Linked DNA regions of Mus musculus: regions 1 and 3 are each linked to region 2. A link is a contact called in public HiChIP or PLAC-seq and promoter capture Hi-C data. All regions are on one chromosome and are shown on one strand. The core of a region is the stretch at or near the end of the contact, and the rest is flanking DNA. Distances in the headings are between cores, read along the strand shown. Region 1 overlaps Dnm2 (dynamin 2). Region 2 holds the start of Tyk2 (tyrosine kinase 2). Region 3 holds the start of Rdh8 (retinol dehydrogenase 8).

The links. Promoter capture Hi-C pulls out the DNA fragments that hold promoters and counts their contacts. HiChIP or PLAC-seq counts read pairs in DNA pulled down with a chosen protein or histone mark.
Region 1: a contact with region 2 is called in an H3K27ac HiChIP or PLAC-seq map of microglia, with 4 times the contacts expected there. The contact joins the enhancer-like site here to the promoter of Tyk2 in region 2. A contact is called at or near these places in 2 of 115 datasets of contacts at active chromatin or transcription factors (embryonic stem cells and microglia) and 1 of 9 other capture datasets (liver).
Region 3: a promoter capture Hi-C map of neural stem cells shows a contact between it and region 2. The contact joins the promoter of Rdh8 here to the promoter of Tyk2 in region 2.

Annotation. Positions count from the first base shown.
Region 1 is chr9:21,444,856-21,448,081 of GRCm38.p6, reverse strand. The region is part of intron 1 of Dnm2 (dynamin 2); the gene reads right to left. Among named protein-coding and RNA genes, the nearest start is that of Gm46104, 19 kb to the left of the region's middle. Within about 2 kb of position 1,586, at least 23 of the 459 cell types and tissues checked have an H3K27ac peak or open chromatin away from gene starts, as enhancers often do. A contact at or near this core is called in embryonic stem cells and microglia, where this site is marked.
Region 2 is chr9:21,129,754-21,133,325 of GRCm38.p6, reverse strand. Tyk2 (tyrosine kinase 2) reads left to right here and starts at 2,051. Exons shown (of 25, transcript NM_018793.2): 1 at 2,051-2,154.
Region 3 is chr9:20,817,107-20,820,250 of GRCm38.p6, reverse strand. Rdh8 (retinol dehydrogenase 8) reads right to left here and starts at 1,757. Exons shown (of 6, transcript NM_001030290.2): 1 at 1,645-1,757. The coding sequence starts at 1,747.

The DNA of each region.
Region 1 (3,226 bases), core at 337-2,836, 320 kb before region 2:
ACAAAGGCAATGAATGGTGTGGGGGCTGGGGGGGGATGTCAACTCCAAGAACCACAAGAAGCACATGCCCTTCTCCTTGGCACCCCTGTGAGGACATCAGCACAGCCTTTCCTGTCAGGTGACTCAACACCACCTTAAACCTGCTTCCTCCTCAACTGTCACCTGCTTCCTTCAGGTCCTTCAGCTCACACAAGTCTGGTGACCCTCAGGCACTGTCAGGAGAATGACAACCAAGAACAACCAGAAGTCCAGGTAAGACAGTGATGAGAGATAGTGGGTGAGGCAAAGTCAAGGAATGCCATGTGATATGTCAAAGAACTGGCCAGGGAATTAGGTAATGCAATCGGTGTGGATGTCTTTTGCTTGTGTGTGGGTGATGTGAGAGTGCACGTGTGTACCTGAGCACACGGACTCAGGCTGAGGTCGGTGTCTTCCTCCACTGCCCTCCACCGTATTTACTGAGGAGGTGTCTGTCTCTCCTGAATACAGAGATTGTAGGTCTGCTCATCTAGCCAGTCAGCGTCTTCAGGGACTTCCTACCTGCGTGTCCCTCCTAATGAAAGCAGGCAACTACACCTACGCAGATATTCATGCAAGCTCTGAAGGCCCAAAGTCTGCTCCTCTGGCTTGCATGGACAATGACAATCTTTTCAGTAATTGACAAATGGCCAGGAAGAGTAACACACACCTAGGATGCCTGTATTCCAGAGGAATATGGCAAAAATAGTTTAAGTCCAGATTAGCCTAGGTTATATAGAGAGACAGCCTGACTACTACCCCCCCCCACACACACACACACAAAAGGTGGGTGGGATTAGGCTGGAGAGCTAGCTCAGCAGTTAAGAGGAGCCGGGTTTGATTCACAGCACCCATACCACCTGTAACTCTAGTTCCAAGGACACCCAGCACACTCTATTGGTCTCCTCAGACACGGACATGCATGTGCTATACATACACATATGCAGGCAAAAACTCATATACACAAAATTTTAAAATCCTGTTTTGGAGGGAGTGGGGTTCAAGACAGGGATTCTCTGTGTAGCCCTGGCTGTCCTGGAACTCTCTTCATAGACGAGGTTGTCCTCAAACTCATAGATCCGCCTGCCTCTGCCTCCCGAGTGCTGTGATTAAAGGCAAGTGCCACCACTGCCCAGCTTAACAAATTTTTTTTTCCTTTAAAGAAACAAATGAGGTTGGCACACACCTTTATCATAGCACTCAAAAAACATAGACAGGTAGATCTCTGTGAGTTCCAGGCCAGCCAGAGGGAAGCAGTGAGACCCTGTCTATCCCCCACTCCCTGGCAATAAAGAGGAAAGAAACTGGAATGACGGATGAGTAGACATCAAGAGTATTCAGAGTGAATACCACCCAAAGCAACAAGGCAGAAAGAAAGCCTTGTGCCCAAATCCAGAAGCAGCAGCCCACTCTCTGGGCTTTGTCTACTTTTCCTCCTTTCCCTTCAAGATGGGCTAGAATTCAGGGCCTTTCACACACCAAACTAGTCCTTGCCCACTCGGACATCTTCCCAACCCTCAAAGGCACAGAGAACATTCTCCAAAAGAGACTGCGTGCTCAGCTGTGGCAGAGAGCGGCGGGCTCGAGGGGAGGGAAATGTGTTCCCTAGCCTCAGCAGAAAGCTAAGGAAGAACTAAGACAGAGGGAATTGAGGAAATGCCAATAAATGTGGCCAGCGTCAGCAGTGCTATGCCTGATGGCTACAGAAGAATTAAAAGCAAACAGACCAAAGCCTCAAGGCCTGGGGTTCCAAAGGTAAAATGCCCCCCTAGGATACAGGAAGCCCTGGGTCCTATCCCTCGCCCCACCTAAGCCAGGCAGGGCAGTGCACACCTGCAATCCCAGCACTGCACAGGGGAGTAGAGGTAGGGGAGGCAGGAGTTCAAGGTCATCTTTGCATAGACATTGAATTGGAGGTCAACTTGGTTCTGTTTTTTAAAAAGTGGGGGCGGGGGGGCTTGGGGCGCTGAGAGGAGAGGAAAGATCCAAAATTTCCCAAAGAAAAAAGACTCAGATTGCTAAGATTTGGAATAAATGTAGTAATATCACAACCAAATGGAAAAAAAAAAAGGAAGAGGGGCTGTCAAGACAGCTCAGTAGGTAAGCAAGCTTGCTGTGCAAGTCAGAAACCTGAGTGTGATCCAGAAGCAATATAAAGATGGAGAGCTAACTCTAAAGCTGCCCTCTGTCCTCCATGTACATACACTCCTACACATAGCACACTCACACACACATACGCACACACGCACTCACACACTAGCACACACACAAATCATGAATGAATGAACTAATATTTGTAAACATTTGTATATTTTTGAGACAAGGCCTCACTCTGTAGCCTACCTAGTCTGGAGCCACTATGTAGACCAGGTTCATCTTGAACTCACAGAGATCTACCTGTCTCTGACTCCATCACACCCAGCTAAGATCTGTTGTATTTTTATTTTATGTGCAAGAGAGTTTGCCTGCATGTATGAATGTGCACCATATGTATGCAGTGCCCTCAGAGACCACATGAGGGTGTCAGATCTCCAGGAACTAGAGTTACAGAGGACTGTGAGCTGCCAACTGGGTGGTGGGAAGAGAACCAGGTCCTCTTAAAGAACAAGTGCCATTAACCATCTCTTCAGTCTCATAAAATATTATCTGAAAAAGACTAAAAGGACAGCATGGGCGAAATTGAAAACCCTGGAGGAAAAAAATTACAAAGAAACCAAAAGGCTGAACATGGTGAAGTCTCTGGAGGCGTAAAGGGAATAAAGGGCCTGAATTAAGTGTTCAAAAGCTTCCCTGCAGAGGGCGGTGGTGGCGCTGTCTTTAATCTTAGCACTCCGGAGGCAGAGGCAGGCAGATTTCTGAGTTCAAGGCCAGTCTGGTCTACAAAGTGAGTTCCAGGACAGCCAAGGCTACAGAGAGAAACCCTGTCTCGAAAAAACAAACAAACAAAAAAAATTACTAAAAAAGCTTCCCTCCAAAAAGCCCAGAGGCAGCAACTTCATGGTAGATTGTAAGAGACCCTGAAGAGAAGGAGCATCAGCTCTTCAGAGACTCTCCCACAGAATGGACTGGAGGGCACACTTCTGAGCTCACCCTGCAAGGCCAGCATTCTTCACCCGACTCAGGAAGTCAGACGGAAGCATCAAACAGTTCCCTTCCTCCTGGAAGCTGTGAGCGTAAAAGGGAGTTTTGTGCCAGAGGAGACAGGGAG
Region 2 (3,572 bases), core at 802-3,301:
TACCAGCCGCATGCCTGGGGCTTTCCTCTGTGCTTTAAGCCATCATGGTGGTGAATTCCTCCCCTCTGAAACCCTAAGCCCCAAATAAACTTGCCTTCTGTGAACTGCCTTGGTCATGGTGTTTTATCACAGCAATAGAAAAGTTTCTAGAGCAGCCAGTGGTGGCGCACGCCTTTAATCTCAGCACTCAGGAGGCAGTGGCAGGTGAGTCTGACTTCAAGGACAGCCAGGGTCACACAGAGAAACCCTTTCTCAAAAGACAGACAGAGAGGCAGGAATCATGATTAAGAATAATAGAGCTTGCAAGCTGGCTCAGTGCGTAAGAGCACTGATTGCTCTTCCAAAGGTCCTGAGTTCAAATCCCAGCAACCACCCATAATGAGATGACACCCTCTTCTGGTGTGTCTGAAGACAGCTACAGTGTACTCACATACACTAAATAAATAAATAAATAAATAAATAAATCTTAAAGGGGAAAAAAACAAAACAAAGTCACCATTTTGTTTCCTTTACCAGGGAGTTTCCTGGTATCGAGCACCCCAGCACTTTGTTGAGGAGAAGGGGTTATGCTCTCTGCTCTGTAACTACTTTCTGGTGAAATTAGGACTCCCTGTCACAGCCCAGGGAGGCTGGTCTGTTAGCCAGAGTAGGGGAGGAAATTAGGGCAGTGAGGCATTCACCACAAGCGTATGATTTGCCGACCCAGCTGAAGGGACAGTCTCATTTGCTGGGCGCCTGGGCTCACGTTAGTTTTTAGCAGGTCCAGGGCTTTCTGGTTTGTAGGGCTGCTTGGGTCTGGTGCGGTGTAGATCATCTCTGGAGCAGTTTGCAATCTGCTTCTGATTCATGGATGGTGTGCACCGGCCGAGTGGAACCGTACTAATATAGATCTGGACTAGGGACAAAAGTCAATGAAGTTAAAGGAAACATATTTGGAGAGCCTCGGAAATGGGCAACAGGCAGGGAGGCATAGGCTGCTGATTGACAGGAGTTCAAATCCAGGCAACCACAAGGTGGCACACATCCTTAACAAGACCTGATGCTCTCTTCCCGTGTGTCTGAAGACATCTACAGTCTTCCTACATATAACAATGAATATTTTTTTTTTTTTTTTTTTTTTTGGTTTCTCGAGACAGGATTTCTCTGTGTAGTCCTTGCTGTCCTAGAACACACTCTGTAGACCAGGCTGGCTTCAAACTCAGAGATCCGCCTGCCTCTGCCTCCCGAGTGCTGGGATTACAGGCATGTGCAACCACTGCCCGTCTTGAATAAATCTTTAAACAAAAACAAAAACTGGGTCTCATACAGCCTATGTCGTTCTCAAATCTCGCCCCAACTCAAAGTAGAGAGGATGGCATTGAACTTTTTTTTTAAAAAAATTATTTATTTTATGTATTTGAGTACACTGTCGCGTCTTCAGACACATCATTAGAGGGCATCGGATCCCATTACAGATGGTTGTGAGCCACCATGTGGTTGCTGGGAATTGAACTCAGGACCTCTGGAAGAGCAGTCAGTGTTCTTAACCTCTGAGCCATCTCTTCTGAGCTTTCTTTTCCACTCAAGTGCTGAGACTACAGGCATGTGTCTTCACACTTAATTGCAAGCACTGAGCTACAGCCTATTCACCAAAGACTGTTCAAGGAAAGCTTGGGGGGTGGGGCTTGGGATACGGTATTTTAAAAGGGGTGGTGATGGGAGAGGTTGGATGTGTAGGGATAGCACTGGGAGCCTCAAGCCTGGGTGACTCTGCAGCCGCGATACCCTGGTGTAGGCCGACGGGCAGAAGCCTAGGCAATGAGGGTTCCAGGTCCTTCGCCTACAGACCTCACTTTTCCGCCCGGCCCTGCAGCCCTCCTCTGCGTTTCCGCCCTCACCTTCGACGTCCAATCGTAGAGGCCTCCTCAGTTCCGCTTGCCACGCCAACAAATCACGACTAAAATAATCCCTCACCATCAACATTCGGAACGCCGCTGTTCTCGTACAATGACCAATAGGGATGTAGGACCGTAAACTGGGTGGGACGGACCGCAGCCAAAGGCATGCGCACTTCAGGTAGCCAATGGCAAGTGGCGCGTAGGCGGTGGACTTCCAGCGGCTCCCCGAGGCAGTGGGGCGGGGTCCAGGGTCCCAAGCCTGAGTACTCCGGAAACGGTGAGTGCAGAGGGTCCGCTGTGGGAAGCTGGCAGCGAGGAGGCTTGGGACTTGCCTGCATTAACACTGCCCCAGAGTGAGACTGGTGGGTTACCTGGAGAGTGCACAGTGCAGTTATTGCCTGGGCCAGATAGGTAGGCAAGTTTTCGGACAGTCGGTGCGGAGAGATGCAGTTTCTGCAAGTACAAACTACCTGGATTTCGTCTTCAAAGCTAAACCTGAATTTTTGAGACGATCCAGGAAGGAGGAAGGGAGTTCTCTTAAAAGCCCATGTCCCCAGGATGGCGCCCTGAACAGGAATAGATACGGTCCACAACTATTAACCGCTTACTGTGTGCCAGACGCTTTCTCTCTTGCCTTTGAGATAGACACTGGCCCCAGCCTCCTTTACAGGCAGATCTGACTGTATGTAGGTGCGCCTACAGTCACATAAATTACTAAGGCTGGTGGGCTCAAGGTTGGGCTTGCTGACCTATCTGCCTCCGAGTCCAACACTGAGGAGGCAGAGGCAGAGGGATTGCTGTGAGCTCTATTGTAAAATGCTGCCTCAAAATTAAAATTGTGTGTGTGTGATGTTGAGTATAGTGCATTATTCCTGCATTTAGAATACTGAGGCAAAAGGACCACCATGCTTTGGAGACCAGTGTGAGCTACAGTGTGAGTTCCAGGATAGCCTGGGCTACACTGTTGGACCAACATCAAAATCATAACATAAAGGATGAATGGATGTTCCCTCAGTTGGAAAAGTGCCTGCTAACATAAGGACCCAAGTTTGAATCCCAACACTCACAGAAACCGGAGTGTGGCAGCAGGCATGTCACTCCAGCACTAGGGGATGGAGACAGGAAGCTCTTAGGGGCTCCCAAGACAGCCCAGCCAGAACAGTGACCTTGGTTTAGTAATACCATGCCTCAAAAAATAAGGTAAAGGAGTAGGAGAAACGACTCAGGGTTACAGTCACTGTTAACACAGAGGACCTAGATTTAGTTCCCAGCACCCACATGGCAGCTCTCAACCATATATAACTCCAGTTCCAGGGGATCTTACCCCATCTTCTGGCCTCCATCGGTACCAGGAACATATGAGGTACAGACAAACATGTAGGCACAATGTTCACACTTATTATAAGTGTGGAAGCCAGGCAGTCATGGTGTATTCCTTTAGTCCCAGCACTTGGGAGGCAGAGGCAGGCAGATCTCTGAGGTTGAGGCCAGCCTGGTCTACAGAGTAAGTTCCAGGATATCCAGGGCTACACAGAGAAACCATGTTTGAAAAAGCATTTAAAAAGTAGAAAGTAATAGAGGAAGGACCTAATGTCCACTTCTGGCCGAAGCTGACTTTCACACTCAGGTGCACACACATGTATACACTGTGCATGCACACACATACATATGCATGTACATATTTCCCTATACACA
Region 3 (3,144 bases), core at 508-3,007, 310 kb after region 2:
AGCCCCTCTGAGGCCTCATGTTCAGGTGCCCCGTAATACAGTAAGATCTTCATCTTGGAGTCCTAATCAGCTTACTGGGCATTGTCAGCCACCCACCTCAGGGATGCTGGAGCCAGCCTTCTGTGACAGCTCCTCCCCCACACTCCACACTTCCCCTCCGGATTTATAATTTACTTGGTGTGTATGAGTGTTTTGTCTGCATGCGTTGTCTGTTGGATGCTCTGAAGCGGAGTCCTGGATGGCTGTGTGTGCTGGGAGTTGAACTGGGATCCTGCTCTTAACCACAGAACTATCTCCCCAGCCCCTACTTTCTCTTTTGTTGAGACAGGGTCTTGCTATGTAGCCCTGGGATTCACTCTGTAGACCAGGCTGGCCGTAAACTCAGAGACCCCCTGCCTCTGCCTCCCGAGAGCTGGGACTGCAGGTGCGTGCCACCACGCCCGGCTCCACACACGTGCCTTTATGACTTTAACTGTTTTTAACCACTGGACATGCTTAGTTCCCCACCGTTTCTCCTTCCCTCTCTTGTTTTTCTTATTTTTTTGAGACAAGATCTCTTTATAGCCAAGGGTAGCCTTGAGTTTACCATAGTCTTCTTGCCTCTGCTCTTGAATGCTAGGATTACAGATCTACATCGGCCCTTCCTTCCTTCCTTCCTTCCTTCCTTTCAGATAGGGCCTCTCTGTGTAGCCCTGGCTGTCCTAGCTAGCTCTGTAGACTAGGCTGGCCTCGAACTCACAGTGATTTGCTTAACTCTGCCTCTGTCTCTGTACACTACCCAGAGCTGAAAGTTTTTTTGTTTGCTTGCCTATTTTATTTTGAGGCAGGTCTCACTATGTGGCCTAGGCTGACCTTGAATTCAGAATCCTCCTTCTTCAACTTTGTGAATAGTAGTTTCAGATATGCTCCACCACGTGCCTGTTTGCTTTGTTTATTTGTTTGTTTGTTTTTCTCTCCAGACAGGGTCTCGTGTAACTGAGGCTAGGGTTGAATTTGCTATGTAGCTGAGCCTGACCATGAACTTCTGATCCTCCTGCTTACCTCTTGAGTGCTGGGATTACAGATGTGCCACCACCACTGTCTTCTCTTAAACCCAGGGGTTTATACATGCTAGGCAAACATACTACCAATTGGTGAAATTTTTCATGTGCACACACACACACACACACACACACACACACACACACACACACACCACACCCTGTAACTGTTTTCTGTCTCAATACTCAAGAAATACATGTGAGAGGTTGGAGAGATGCCTCGGAGGGCTGAGGTTCAGGTCTTAGCACTCACACAGTGGCTCACAGCTGTTTCTAGCCCCAGCTCCAGGGGATGTGACATCCTCTCTGATCTCCTTGGGGACCAGGTACACAAGTGGTATAAGTGGTATACAGATTCACATGCAGGTAAAACACCCCACACATAAAATAAAAATAAATAAACCATATATCTATCTCTATCTATCTGTCTGTCTGTCTGTCTGTCTGTCTGTCTGTCTATCTATCTATCTATCTATCTACATATATGAGCTGAGAGAGTGTAGCAGGGAGCTTCCTCTGTGTCCAGGGTCTTCCCAAGACCCATGTATCCAACCTGCACCCAGGAGGCTGTGACAATAGACAGTGCCAGAAGCTGTGGCCTTACCCTGGTAACGCTGCCTGGGGTCATGAGCCAGCTGAAGCGCTAGTTCAAGGCCGATCCCCGAAGAGCAGCCAGAGATGAGCACCGTCCGCTGCTGAGAGGCCATGCTGATCCTCTCAGGAACCTGTGATGTCACCTGCACAGTCCCTGCCCTACCCCCACTGGGCCTACTGCTTCAGCTCATCTCTCCTAAACCCCAGCCACCTGATCCCTTGCAGAGCCAGGATGCCCAGGGAGGACTTGGCTGAGGATGACCAGCCAAGGCAGCTGTAGACTGTTCACTTCTGCAGGCTTAAATCTCTTCTAGCAGATGTTCCTCTTAGAGCCAACCAAGTTTAGGAGCATAAGGCCTGTACATTCCATCTCTGGCTTGGGAGACTGAGGCAGGAGGATGGAGAGTCTGAGCTATTTGTTTATTTACTTGTTTGTTTTATTTTTTTCATTTTTGCGAGACAGGGTTTCTCTCTATACTCCTGGCTATCCTGGAACTGATATGTAGACCAGGCTGGTCTCAAACTTCAGAGATCTACCTGTCTCTGCCTCCAGAGTGCTGGGATTAAAGGGGTGAGCCACCATGCTTAGTGGTTGTTTTTTGTTTTTTTAAAGGCTGACAATTTAGTCTGACCTGTCTCAACTAAAACAAACACAAACAAACAAACAAACAAACAAACAAACGGAGATGCAATTTATGGCCCAACCCTGATAGTAAACAAACACTCATTCTTCAACTGCTGTGTTCAAACTACATTTCTCTCTCTCTGTCCACATGCCATGGCTTGCACGTGTGGGTCAGAGGACCACTTGTGGCAGTCAGTTCTCTCCTTCCACCTTGTGGGTTAGAAGAATCCAGTTTAGGTTGGTGTGCTCAGCAGGCAGCAGGCATCTTCACCCTGTGGGCCCTGTCGCCAGCCCTCCAATGTTTTGTCTATTTTGAGACACGGTCACCCTCTGTAATCTAGGTGGGCTTGGATTGGAGACTGGCAGCCTCTCAGGTGCTGGGGCCCCAGGTCCTCCCCCTGCTGCTTGGCTTGTAAGTGATTTTGAATGTGTTCTTATGGTGTGTCCGTGTGATTAAAGAGGGAGTGAGCGTTCCTTGCCTGCCTGACTCTGCATGTAAAAGGTCCAGTTCACAGAGGAACAGACAGGAAGTGTGTTGCTGTAAGCCTTCCCTGACAGAAGTCAGTCAGATCACAGTGGGCATATAACTGGGCGGTAGGACCCTTGCCTAGTATGCACAAGGCCTGGCTTCTGTCCTGACATCCCCTCCTCTCAAAATGTCAGCTGTCAAGAAGTTAGACCAGGGGCAGACAGATGTCCCAGTGCATAAAGGAAACTACTACCAAGCCCAGTGATCTGAGTTCAATTCCAGGGACTCCAATCGTGGTGCTGGTGGTGGAGGAGGAGGAGATGGAGGAATAGGAGGGGGAGGAAGAGGAAGAGGAGGAGGGGGAGGAGGGTGGAGAGGAGAGAACTGATCGCTCTCCCAAAGCTGTCTTCTGGTTC